Linked DNA regions of Bos taurus: region 1 is linked to region 2. A link is a contact called in public Hi-C data. All regions are on one chromosome and are shown on one strand. The core of a region is the stretch at or near the end of the contact, and the rest is flanking DNA. Distances in the headings are between cores, read along the strand shown.

The links. Hi-C and Micro-C count contacts between places; a contact is called where the count stands out from the background.
Region 1: a Hi-C map of an unstated tissue shows a contact between it and region 2, with 2.6 times the contacts expected there. The contact joins the promoter of XPO6 here to the enhancer-like site in region 2. A contact is called at or near these places in 2 of 11 Hi-C or Micro-C datasets (liver and an unstated tissue).

Annotation. Positions count from the first base shown.
Region 1 is chr25:25,725,362-25,731,789 of ARS-UCD2.0, reverse strand. XPO6 (exportin 6) reads left to right here and starts at 4,139. Exons shown (of 24, transcript XM_024985303.2): 1 at 4,139-4,745. The coding sequence starts at 4,743.
Region 2 is chr25:25,658,735-25,664,896 of ARS-UCD2.0, reverse strand. It overlaps XPO6 (exportin 6), which reads left to right. Exons shown (of 24, transcript XM_024985303.2): 9 at 1,329-1,438. Among named protein-coding and RNA genes, the nearest start is that of XPO6, 66 kb to the left of the region's middle. Within about 2 kb of position 4,721, at least 21 of the 102 cell types and tissues checked have an H3K27ac peak or open chromatin away from gene starts, as enhancers often do. A contact at or near this core is called in liver, where this site is marked.

The DNA of each region.
Region 1 (6,428 bases), core at 2,890-5,389, 67 kb before region 2:
TTACCCTTTTTTCCGCCCCCTTCTTTCACCAAGTCCATACTGAATGTTACTGTTAACACACCTTTTGAGAAACTAACATGTTTCCTCATCTGCAAAATGGGAGAATTCTCCAGGTTCTAACAGCCTGGCACAATTGTAGTTGGGCTCAGAGAGAACTTGACCATTCCCTTGAAAGAGATATTGTGGAGCTTGGGGTGGAGCATGTGACTAATGTCCAGCCAATCACAGCATCATATTCACCCCTGGTTGGAATGATTGGTTCATAGTGAGCCAACGAAAGCCAATGGGATTATTTTCCTGGAACATTTGTAGGAGAGGCATACTCTATTTTTTACCAGGTTTCCATCTGGGAGAAGATAAAGCCTGGGTATGCAAGGCCCACCACATGGATCTTCAAGCAGAACCAAGAAATGGGGAAAAACTGAGTTCTGTAATATCATTTCAGACCCAGAATTCAGTTGTGTCTGAAATCCATGCAACCCATTGGATCTCTCCTAGAAACAATACAGTCCCTTTTTTTCATATGATAGTTGAGTTCCAACTCTAGAGTCCCAATTTTGTCACTTGCAGTGGAAAGAGTCTTGTCACAGTAGAAGACAGCTTCGAGTTGGAATAGGAGTTGGGGACACTGCTGCATTCAGGTGAACTTCTATTCATCCCAGAAGATCCAACTGAAACGTTACCATTTTTGTTTAGCCTCACAACTACTTCCCCTACTATTGCTAGAAAAACTTATGAAAGTGTGTGTGCTCAGCTGCTCAGTCGCTTAATTGTGTTCGACTCTTTGCAACCCCATGGACTGTAGCCTGCCAGACTCCTCTGTTCATGGGATTTTCCATGCAAGAATACTGGAGTGGGTGACCATTTCCTACCCCGGGGATCTTTCCGACCCAGGGATCGAACTTGCATCTCCTGCACTGGCAGGTGGATTCTTTACCACTGTGCTACCTGGGAAGCCCAGAAGGTTTGTACCTATCTCTATCATAGCATCTCTCACACTGTGGTAATTGTTTGGTGGCTGTTTCCACCATGAGGCAGTGAACAGTTTGTCTGAATCTTATTCATTTTGGAAATCTTAGGTTTTGCAAAAGGTCTGACAGAAAGTTGATACTAACTGAATATTGAACAAATAGCAGAATGAATGAGACCAAGGCAGTAGCAATAGGAATGGGCAGAAGGAGATGGATAGGGGCCATCCCTGCAGTGCCAACAAAAGGTAACAGCAGCCTTAAATCTTTTTTTGGAATAGACACGCTTGAGATTAATATTAATAACAAAATGTTATTTAGTTGACTTGGACAAAATCCCTGGAGTAAAATTAATAATAGCTGTGATGTATTGTCTGCCTTATGTGCTAGATGTTTTGTGTACATTAAGTTTAATCTTCACTCTATTCTGGCAATGAAGGTATGATGGACATGGCGGTGATGCCAACAAATCCACTTTATTCTGGGGAATTGAAATCAGCCCCAGGGGAGGCTTCTTTAAGTCAGTCTTAGCAATTCCATCTTCCTCTACATGGCTAGTTCAGGGATGGGCAGGCCTGGGTCGATTAGGACCAGAAGTATAAAACTTACTGCCATGAGATAAGACATGGGAAAATATGCTCTCTCTCTTTTTAAAATATGCATTTATTTGGCTGTGCTGGGTCTTAGTTGTTGGATGTGGGATCTTTAGTTGTGGCATGTGGGGCATAGTTCCCTGACCAGGGATTGAATCCTGGTCCCCTGTACTGGGTGCTCAGGGTCAGCCCCTGGACCACTAGGGAAGTGCTCTCTCTTGCTGGATGTGAACAGGGAATTTTGTGGCCCTGGCTGGCACTGGCTGCCATCTTGAGGACAAGGCTGATACACCTAGGATGGCAAAGCCAAGAAAATCCTAGATTAATGGATCCAGGGCACCCATCACTCCCAGCCTGAAGCTGACTTATTTCTGGTTGTCCAGGTTTGCGAATTATGTGAGCCAATGTATGTGAGCCATACATCCATTTTTTGGCCATGTGGCATGTGGGATCTTGATTCCCTGACCAGGGACTGAACCCACATCCCCTGCATTGGAAGCACCGAGTCTTGACCACTGGACTGCTAGGGAAGTCCTGGCATACTTCTTATTGAGAGTGAGTTGACTTCCTGTTGTTTCATCTAATTACACAGTGAGAAAATTAAGACTTTGATAGTCTCTTGCTCAATATACCTCAGCTAGTGATTAAGAGCAGAGAAGGCAATGGCGCCCCACTCCAGTACTCTTGCCTGGAGAATCCCAGGGACGGGGGAGCCTGGTGGGCTGCCATCTCTGGGGTCTCACAGAGTCGGACATGACTGAAGTGACTTAGCAGCAGCGGTGATTAAGAGAGATCTTCCTGGGTGGCTCAGACGGTAAAGCGTCTGCCTACAGTGTGGGTAGATCCAGGTTGAATCCCTGGGTTGGGAAGATCCCCTGGAGAAGGAAATGGCAACCCACTCCAGTACTCTTGCCTGGAAAATCCCATGAAGGCAGGAGCCTGGCAGGCTACAGTCCATGGGGTCCAAAAGAGTTGGACATGACTGAGCGACTTCACTTTCACTTTCAGTGATAAGAGCTGGGTTTCCCACTCCAAATCTCTCATTCCAAAGTCTTGGCTCATTTCACTACACTGAGCCAAGACGGGGCAGGCCACTTGGCATCCATCCTGATTCATCTGTTTATCTTTTGAGATGGCTTCTCTTGTACATGCAGTTGGAGATTCTGTCCCCTCACTTTGCCTCGCCAACTATAACATGTCATTCAAGCCACAGGTAAATAAATGTCACTTCCTGACTGCCTCCCCATCCAAACCCCCAAGATTAGCTTAGATCCCTTGGCTATTAACCCTCAAATGGTTTGTATTTTTCTTCAATGCTCTTATTGCAATTAAAAGTGATGACTCATTTGGTAATACTTTTAAAATAATTCATCTCTCTATTCCATAAAGGCCCAAGTGTGTCTGCTTTATCAGCATTGAATCCTCAGAACAGTGGTTGTCACTTAGTGGGCAACAATAAATATTTAATGAAAGAATAAATGAAAGCCATTGCTTTCTGTGGCCTTGAGTTATATCAGCAGTCCTCCAAGGGTGATCCCTGGACCTGGAGCATTAGTATCACCCAGGAACTTTTTAGAAATGTAATTTATGAGCTTCTACCGATTAGACAGGGAGGCCTGGCGTGCTGCGATTCATGGGGTCGCAAAGAGTCTGACATGACTGAGCGACTGAACTGAATTGAACTGATGAGCTCTGGGAGTGGGGAAGGGCAATCAGTGTTTTAACAGGCCCTCCAGGTGATTCTAGTTCATGCTGGAATTTGAAGGCCACTACACAGATTTGGTCCAGCTCATGACTAGCCGCACCTCTACTGCTGGGCATTGTTTCTTGCTTCTATTTGTTAAAGTCAGTACTTTCACAAGTAAAGTGGGTTGGAGGATAGAAACAGGAACCGGAACCTACCACATCTTTGCCTTGTTAGAATCTCTGCAGTTGCTGTTCCTTAACTTTGATCACGCTGGCGGCTATTGACTTTATCCTCAGGCTTGTTTACATTTCCATTCCTCCCTTCCATGTTCTACCTGGGGCCCCTGTGTGTTCGTTCGTTCATAACACTCACAACACTTCTCGTTTCTTACAATTAATTTATTCACTTGCTTGCTACTTGCTGCTTATCTGCCTCCTTGAGTGCAGGGACTACAGCGATCTTGTTTACTGTACTAGTCCTGGCATCCACAGCTGAGCCTGGTCCACAGCAGCTAAAATGACTGTGGGCTGAATGGATGTAAATTCCACAAGGGAAGAGGCTGCGTGCCACCGACTTCTAGCCGGGTGCTGGGCAAATAGAAGGTGCTCCTTGAAGATGGGTGGAATGAATGAGCTCAGGAAATGAAAGAGAAACCGCCCCTTTACCAAGATGGCAGGGCCAGTTCCCTTTACCAACATGGCCGCTTGCCCGCGTGGACCGGCGGAGGGCGGCGGGCGTGGGGCGGGGCCGGGAGGGGGCGGGGCCAGAGGGAGCCGTCAGGTGCGGCCCCGCCCCGCGCCCCCCAGCCCCCGCCCGCTCGATTCCGGATTGGTCCGGTTCCAGCGCCGCAGCCCGGCGGCCGCGCAGTGGGGCCGCGCCGAGCGCTCGCCACTTCCGGCGCGTTGGGGCTGTTGGTCGGGGGCGGCCGCGCAGCGCGAGCAGGCAGCTCCGGGGCGGGCGCGCGCAGGGATGCTCCGGGGGGCGGCGGCAGCGGCTGTGTGGGCTGAGGCGGCAAGGATAGCGTGGGCTCCCGGGCCTTTCCCCTGAGTCGACCGCTCGGACTGCGCCGCCCAGGCCCTTTCAGCCTCCGCCCCTTCAGCCTCCGGGCCGGGCCCACCGCCGCTTCTGAACGCGGGGGCCGGGGAGACCCTGCCTGGGCCCGGAGCCTCCCCTCGGGGGTCGGGCCCGGGCGGGGGGCCCCGAGCCGCTGCCCTCCTCGTCAGCCCTCCGAGCCCCATTTCCTGCTTTTTTCAGTTTCTTTGGGGAGGGGCGGGTGGGTCTGGATGAATTGTTCCGGGGGTCCCCGATGAGGCGGGCCGGGGGGCCGCGCTCTTTTTAGAGGGTCCCCGCGAGGCTCAGGGGTGGGGAAGCGGTTGTCTTTGCATGGGCGGGGGACTTCCCGAGCCTGCCGGGACCATGACCTGAACTGTGCAAGCCGGACGTGTCCGAAGCCCGAGAGCCAGCTCACCTGAGCCGCCCCCTCCCCCGGCCAGCATGGTAAGTGGGGTCGGAGCCCCTTCCTTCCCGGGTGCCAAGTCTGAGCGGTGGGAGCGGGCCCGGGACTGCTGAGCCATCGCTTCTCCCTGGGGCGGGGAGAGGCGCGTGCCGAGTACGGCAGTGACACATGCGTGCAGGGTTTGCAGCCGGGCTCTGAGCTCCCATCCCCCCCCAAACCCCCCCTCCACCCCGCCTCCCGCCCCAGGGATGGTTCAGGACTGGGAGGGACCTGGACGCAGACACAACCCTTGAATCTGTTGTTTGCCTCTCGTACATTGTAGCTCATCACGACAGTAGCTAACAATTCTGTGCTAAGTGATTGACATGTGTTATTTAATTAGTACACCAGCCTTGTGTTCTGAAGTGGGGAGACTGAGGCACAGAGCAACTAAATATCCAGCTCAGGGTCACTCTTTAAGTGACAGTGGCAAGGTTTGAACCTAGTTTGATTTCAGAGCTCCTAGTAGAACACACTTGACAGAGTTGGAGTGGATCTTGTTTTAGCCGGCTCAGTCGTGTCCGACTTTTTTCGACTCCATGGACTGCAGCCGGTCAGGTTCCTCTATCCATGAGATTCTCCAGGCAAGAATACTGGAGTGGGTTGCCATCTTGGTATAAGCTTATATACAGGGCAGCTGAGAGGGTTTGTGGTTTGCAAAGGTCACTTACCTAGATCATTGCAAAGTCAGGAACTGTACTCTGTTGACACTCACCCTGCCTGCCTGTCTACTACATGCTCTGACCTTTGCCCTGGAGTGCCTGGAGATCGCTTCATCTTTCCAGATCTGGTTCAGAAGCCACCTCTTCTGAGGATAACATTCCATATTTTCCAGGCCCAAAGGCACTCTCAGTACTTCCTGAGATTTGTGCACATCTGTTTTTTAGCATTTGTCTTGTTGGAGTGATTATTTCTGAGCCGTAGTAGTCCATTGTGGTGGACTCAGTTCCCTCAAAGGTGAAATTGTCAGAATTTTTATCTTCTCTGGCTCTTGGTACATAGTAGGCCCACGGAAGATGCTTGAGACGTCAAGTCTGTGTTTGAGCACCTCCAGTTATAGGTTGCCCATTTTATCTCTGTCACGTTAGGGGTTTAGTAGAGAAAAGGAGGCCGTGACATTGTCTGTGATAATAGCTCTTCAGGCCAGCGTGGTGTTCTGAACGTTGGAGTGTCCTGTAGGTGATGTGTTAGGTCTGGGGCAGAGAGAGGAGACCTAAGCTGTAGCCCTTGTCTTCATGGTGCTTATAACCAGTCAGATAAAATGCACCATTAATGCCAGGCAGCACTGTATGGTGTTGCCTGTACCATGCGTAGGTAGGATGGATAGTGGCAGATCAGTTAAGCTTTTTGAGTCCCAATGTCCTCAGCTGTAGAATGTGGAGACAGGAATTCTCTAATGAACAAAAGTATGAGGTGTAACACTGAATGAATGATGATAGTAGTATTCAGTGGGCCTTCATTGATTCTTTCAATGAATTAAAAAAAAATGGTGGTAAAATATAGGTAACATGAAATGCACCATTTTAACCATTTTTTTTCCCCCTTTATCTTACATGCATGGGCTTAGTTGCTCTGTAGCATGTGGGGTCTTCCCGGACCAGGGGTGGAACCCGTGTCTCCTGTATTGGCAGGTGGATTCTTTACCACTGAGCCACCAGGGAAGCCCCATTTTAACCATCCTTAAG
Region 2 (6,162 bases), core at 3,472-5,971:
TGTGGATTATGAGTGGCGTCTGCCACTTTAAAAAATAAAAGGTTACATATTTGACTGTGTTACGTCTTAGCTGTGGCGCACGGGCTCTCCGTTGTGGCACTTAGGCTTCTCTAGTTGTGTAGCACCGGCTCCAGAGCCCCCAGGCTTAGTTGCCTCACAGTATCTGGGATCTTAGTTCCCTGACCAAGGATCAAATCCAATTCCCCTGCATTAGAAGGCGGATTCTTAACCACTGACCATCAGGGAAGTCCCTGCCACATTTTTTAAGTTTATAGCTTTTCTGTCTTATTAGACTCAGCCTGGGTATAGAACTCTCACTGTACACCACCACCATCATTGTAAGTTACCTCTTGGACAAATTTCATACCTGCCCAGGTAAACTTCTGGATTTTCTTGGATCAGAAATGGAAGGAAGCTGATCTAAGAAGATCGTGTTATTATTTCTTGCCATATCTAATCCTGCTACCAATGATGTAGTTGAATGAAGTAATCACAAGTAAATCCAAGGAGTTCTTGTAGGTAGCAAGAATTCGAAGGGATACATAAGGGATTGTGGGGCGGGGGTGCCACACATGAAACTGAATGTGTATGAGGAGGACTGGATACTGGAGAAGAGAGTGCCTGGATTTAGCAAAACTCCTGAGAAAGTGCAGTGGTCCAGTTTCTAGGACCCTATAAAGACTTGCTGTCTTCTCACTTTGTCCTTATCAAAACTCAGGCGAGAGGTTGCTGTTAGCCTGTTTGACACATCTACTTTGCAGATGAGCCGGAGCCTGTGGGTCAGACTTAACGTGCTCACTTAGTCTGTCATGTAGGAAGACTGCAAGTGTTTCTTTCCTAATGTTCACATGTGTAAACTTGTCATTTAGAAGCCTCTGAAACTTAGTTTTTGTTTTATAATAGTACATAGTGGAAAGAGTATTGGCTGGGGGAGTAAAGAGACCTGCTCCTATCCCTGACATTGAACATATCTCTGGATCTCAATTTCTTTTTCTCTGAAGCAGATTTGAATTGGAGGATCAGTGAGAACTCTCCACATCACAGTCTCAGAGTTCAACATAGGTGTTCTCTCGGCTTATTTTGTAAATTGGTTTGTTCTGCATAATATCTCCTTAATAATATGTTCCGTGGTAACCTTGTCTTGTTAATTCAACAGGGCCCAATCGTGAAGACCAAATAAAAGACACCAACTGTGGTTATTACTAAGAAGTCCAGGGAACCTAGGCTTATAGTTGTAGCGTTCTGGTGGAAGTAAACACTGGTGGGTGTGTTTCTAAGGAGTAGTTGCATTAAGTAATTTCATTGTCTGGATTTCTTTTGCACCATAGCCTACTCATGAAGGTTACTTCTCTTGTTTGGATATCTGGACGCTCTTTTTGGACTATCTGACAAGTAAAATTAAAAGCCGTCTGGGAGACAAGGAAGCAGTTCTCAACAGGTAAACCACAGAAACATCAATAACTAGAAATAGACATTTTGGTCAGTTTCTCTTGTGGCCTAGAGTCCGCCACGCAGTCAGACCGCTTTAGTGAAACCGAGTCACTTACGCTGTTCAGGTAGTAATGCCATTGAGCATTCTTTTCTTCTCTCCCCTTAGATACCTCATTTTTAAAAACATTTTTCTGATTAAAAAAGTAACATGTATTAAATTTTTAGGTATGATAATGCTTTTGTGGCCCCTTCTCCTCCATGACCCCTACTTTAGAGATATAAGTTGAAGTATTTATTGGATGAAATGATATGATGTCTGAGATTTGCTTTAAAATAATTCCCTGGGGCTAGTGAGGGAAGTGGGTTGACCATTTGTTGACAAGTGATGTTGAACTTAGTTGGTAGGAACTTGGAGTTCATTGTATCCTCACTTCTTTTGTATGTGCTTGAAAATTTCCTAAATAATGAATACTTATCAGGGAAAAAAGTATTTATTTTAAAAACTAGCAAAGATAGAAAAATAAAGATAAGTTGTCTATAATCCCACTATCCAGAGATAATTAGTTTTGTACTTCTTGTTATAGTTTAGAAACAGAAAATGGGGAAATGTTTTTTCCCCACGTTTCTCAAGACCATTTTTCTTGTTTGCAGGCAGAAAGTATGTTTCCTGTACACTGTGGTCCTTATATATGTAACTATTTGAAGCTAATATATCTAGAGTGTTCAGCACACTACAAATGCTCAGTAAATAGTATCAGTGGTGGATGGTGGAGACAGTGAATACATCTCTCCTAGAGAGGGCCAAGGAGAAGGCAATGGCACCCCACTCCAGTACTCTTGCCTGGAAAATCCATGGACGGAGGAGCCTGGTAGGCTGCAGTCCATGGGGTCGCTAAGAGTCGGGAACGACTGAGCAACTTCACTTTCACTTTTCACTTTCATGCATTGGAGAAGGAAATGGCAAACCACTCCAGTGTTCTTGCCTGGAGAATCCCAGGGACGGGGGAGCCTGGTGGGCTGCTGTCTCTGGGGTCGCACAGAGTCGGACACGACTGAAGCGACTTAGCAGCAGCAGCAGAGAGGGCCAAATGGAGGTGGTGAGGAGAACTCCCATCTGGGGAGAGTTGGACTGAACCTCTTAAAACTCTTTCCATCGCTGAGGCTTGAAGAGTTTTTAAAATTCTAAACGGTATTTGCATTCCAAGTTTAAGCTTTTGCACTTTCATTTCCCAAACTATTTTTATGATTGCAAAATAGCTTCCAGCTTGTTATGGTGTCAGGTCACATGTGGTTCTGGGTAGTATATTTGTGTATCAGAAACCTTCTTACACAACAGTAGATCCTGTTTTTGGTGAACTTGCCAACTGTGAGTAATTGTGTTGTTGAATGAGATTCTTCAAAGAAAAGGCGCTTCCGCCAGATTCTTTCTTGTATGCTGAGCAGTCGCATCCTTTGCTTCTGGGACTGTGCCTGATTTTGCTATATTTAAGTGGTTAGATGCTCTTTCACATCGCTCAGACTTTTTGGAAGAATAAGCTGAGGAAATGATCAGCACGAAAATGCTTTTAAAAGCACAGTACAAATGTGCTTTAGGTGAGGAGAATACGGTATTGTTCCACTGAGAGATACTTGCGCTGATTATTGCACCAATAGAAGGAGCAGTGGTGCAGTTTAAATTCCTTTTCTGCTTCATGGTAGCAGTGTTACTTTTGGTCAAGTCATATGGTAATCACATTTCCTCTTGCAAAACGAGCATACTAATACCTCTTGCAGAATGGCTGGGATTCAGGAAATCACGCATATAAAATAACAGGCATAGTGTCGATCACATGTGAGGCACTCAGTGGATGGTCACAGTAGTGACCACACAGTAATAATAAGTCATCGAAGACGTTGCTGTCGTTTGAGGTGGTGACTGTGGAGTTAAATGACAGGACCCCTGGACAACAGAGACTCCTCAGCCCACTTGCAGATGTTGACCGGCCTGCCTGCTCAGGCATCTGTCTTCACAGTTGTCAGCGGTCCTGGCTGACCGCTTTAAACACTAGGGATTTTTCTCATTGATCATTGGATTATTATCCTAAATAAGGCTCTCTGATTTTTCATGACTTAAAAAAAAAATACACATATAACACTTTCATACTTTTAAAAAACAACCCAAACGTTCAAAAGCTCGTCTGGTTTATGCCGTTAGTGGTGACCATCATCTGGGGGAAGCTTGTCAGTCTGACACCCCCTAGTGGTCAAAGGTAGTAGACTACAAAGAATGGTGTTCAAGGCAGTCTGCTGCGTGCTCAAAGAAAATAGCTGAACTCTGTGTTTCCTGTCACCTCTTAGGGAGCATATTTATAGAAGTACATACTCAAAAAATCTTAAAGTTTTCAAAGTTTGGCAACCACAGCTCTGGGTTATCTTAGAGATCCCAATATATTGAAGCAGCTGATAAAGAGCACTGGCTACAGATAATTACCTCATTGATTTTTAGTGAAGAGCTTGTCAATGCAGTCAAATGTTTTTCAACTGATAAAATATATCTGAAAGAAGGCAGGGGGCTTTTGTGACTTGAACCAGAATTTCAGAAGCAACTGGTCTTGCAGGAAGTAGTCAGATGTTTTCTTGGTGTCTTAAATGGGAGACGTAGGTGTGGTTAAGTCACAGAGACAGCATTCAGTTCCTGTCTCTTGTGGTTTATAGGTTTTGCATCATTCCTCACAACAAAGTGGTAGGCTTTGTAGGCTACAAATTTAGAAGTATAAATGTACATAGATTTATTTTTGGTCCTAGGAGTTTGGAAATTGGAGCTCCGCATGTTCCTTGCTCAATGAGGATGCTCAAGAATTTCTTGTTCAGGGCTGGTGGGGGCTTGGAGAACTTGAGTCGCATCGTTAACAGATAAATGTTCTGTAGTGCACCCAGCTGAACTGATTGCCAGTGGGGTTCACTGTCCAGATTTGCCATTTTGAATCAGTGGTGTCGGAAGACCTGAATTTCAGTCTCCTTTTCCCCTTTGTACTTTGGGAATGGTTGTGCCTACTTTACAAGTTCTTGAGCAAATTAAATGAACCAGTGTGTGTAAAGTACCTTGGCTGATAGTAGATGTTCAGTAAATAAGTATTCTCATCCTTTGTCTCTCTTTCTCTAACTTCCTTCTCTCTGTGCTTGTCAATGTGTAGGGAGACACCTGGGTAGAACTTCTTTTTACAGGAGGATGAGGAAACTTGAAGTGTGTTAAGCAACCTAAAGTTACTGAGTCATGTCCTGTGAACCCCTTTGTCATGAGAGTACTGGCAAGTGCTGGCCACAGACCTGCTAGGGATTCCAGGTGACATTAGATTGGACTGTAAACAAATGTGGGTAGGCGTGAGAAAACTTGCTGCCCTTTTCTTGTGAGCGGGTTTTTCTGCTTAGTAAAGAGGAAGTGCCATTGTGACACACAGCATTTTGATAGTAAAAGGTATTAACTAGGTTTATGTCAGGGCTCCAGTAGCTTTCTAGCTCTTCATACATGAAATTCATGCTGTTGACTGCCCCAGAGAGCAAGTGAATAGGATCTTAGTTATTTCACTGAGTTGAAAAAGCTATCCAGGATTGTGCTTCAGTGCTTTGTAGTTATCTGACTTGTAGGTTTGTTTGTTCATTGCCTGCATATTGATTCATTTGTTCTCTTTCATTCATCATACATTTACTAAGCAGCTGTTATGTAGTTGCCTTAACATAACATTTTATTTAACTCTCAGAAGAAGTTGGGGTGCTTCTGAAATCACATTTGTGGTTTGAGCCACACTGATCTGTAGGTTCATTTCCATTGTATATTTAAGCATTTAATGCTCTTAGTTTCCCTCTGAGCACTGCTTTAGCTTTATCTATCAAATTCTAATATGTTTTAGTTTCCTTTTCATTCAGTTTATTTTGTAATTCCTCTTGAGAATTCCTCTTTGGTGTTCAATTTCTAAATATTTGTGGATTTTCCCTGTGTCTTCTTGCTGCTGTCTTCTAGTTTATTATTATCTGCAAACATATTTTGTGTGATTTCAGTTCTTTTCAGTTTGTCAGGATTTGTTTTATGACCTGCTCTTCTTGGGGCTTATTCATTGTGCTTGAAAGAGTGTATGTTCTGCTATTGTTGGATGGAGTGTTCTAGATATGTTAGATCAGATTGATTGATTGTGTTCTACATGTTATCTTTTTATCTAGTTTGTTCTATCAGTTACTGAGAGAGGGGTGAATTCTCCCAAGTAAAATTGTGGATTTGTCTGTGTCTGCTCTCAGTTCTATCAGTTTTTGCTTCGTTTCTTTTGAGACTCTTTTGTTAGTTCTAGAGAAGGAAATGGCAACCCACTCCAGTATTTTTGCCTGGGAAATCCCATGGACAGAGGAGCTTGATGGATTACAGTTCATGGGGTTGCAAAAAGTCAGACATGACTGAGCAGCTAAACGACAACTGTTAATTTCACACAAATTTAGTTTTCCCTTTCACTGTATCTACTGAGTGACTGTATTTATGAGTTTTTAAAGTCGTTGCTCTGTATATTAAAATGAATATATATTTAACTTTTCGAGTTAACATATTACCACGTCAAGTGTAATATAGAAGCCTCACTACTTTTTTGCTCTCTCTCCTTGTATTGAGGTTGCCCTATATTTTCCATCTGTGAGCAATGAAAATCCCATCAGTGTTCTGTTTTTTGCTTTCATCCAGATTCATATTTTAAAGATCTTAAGAGAATCAAC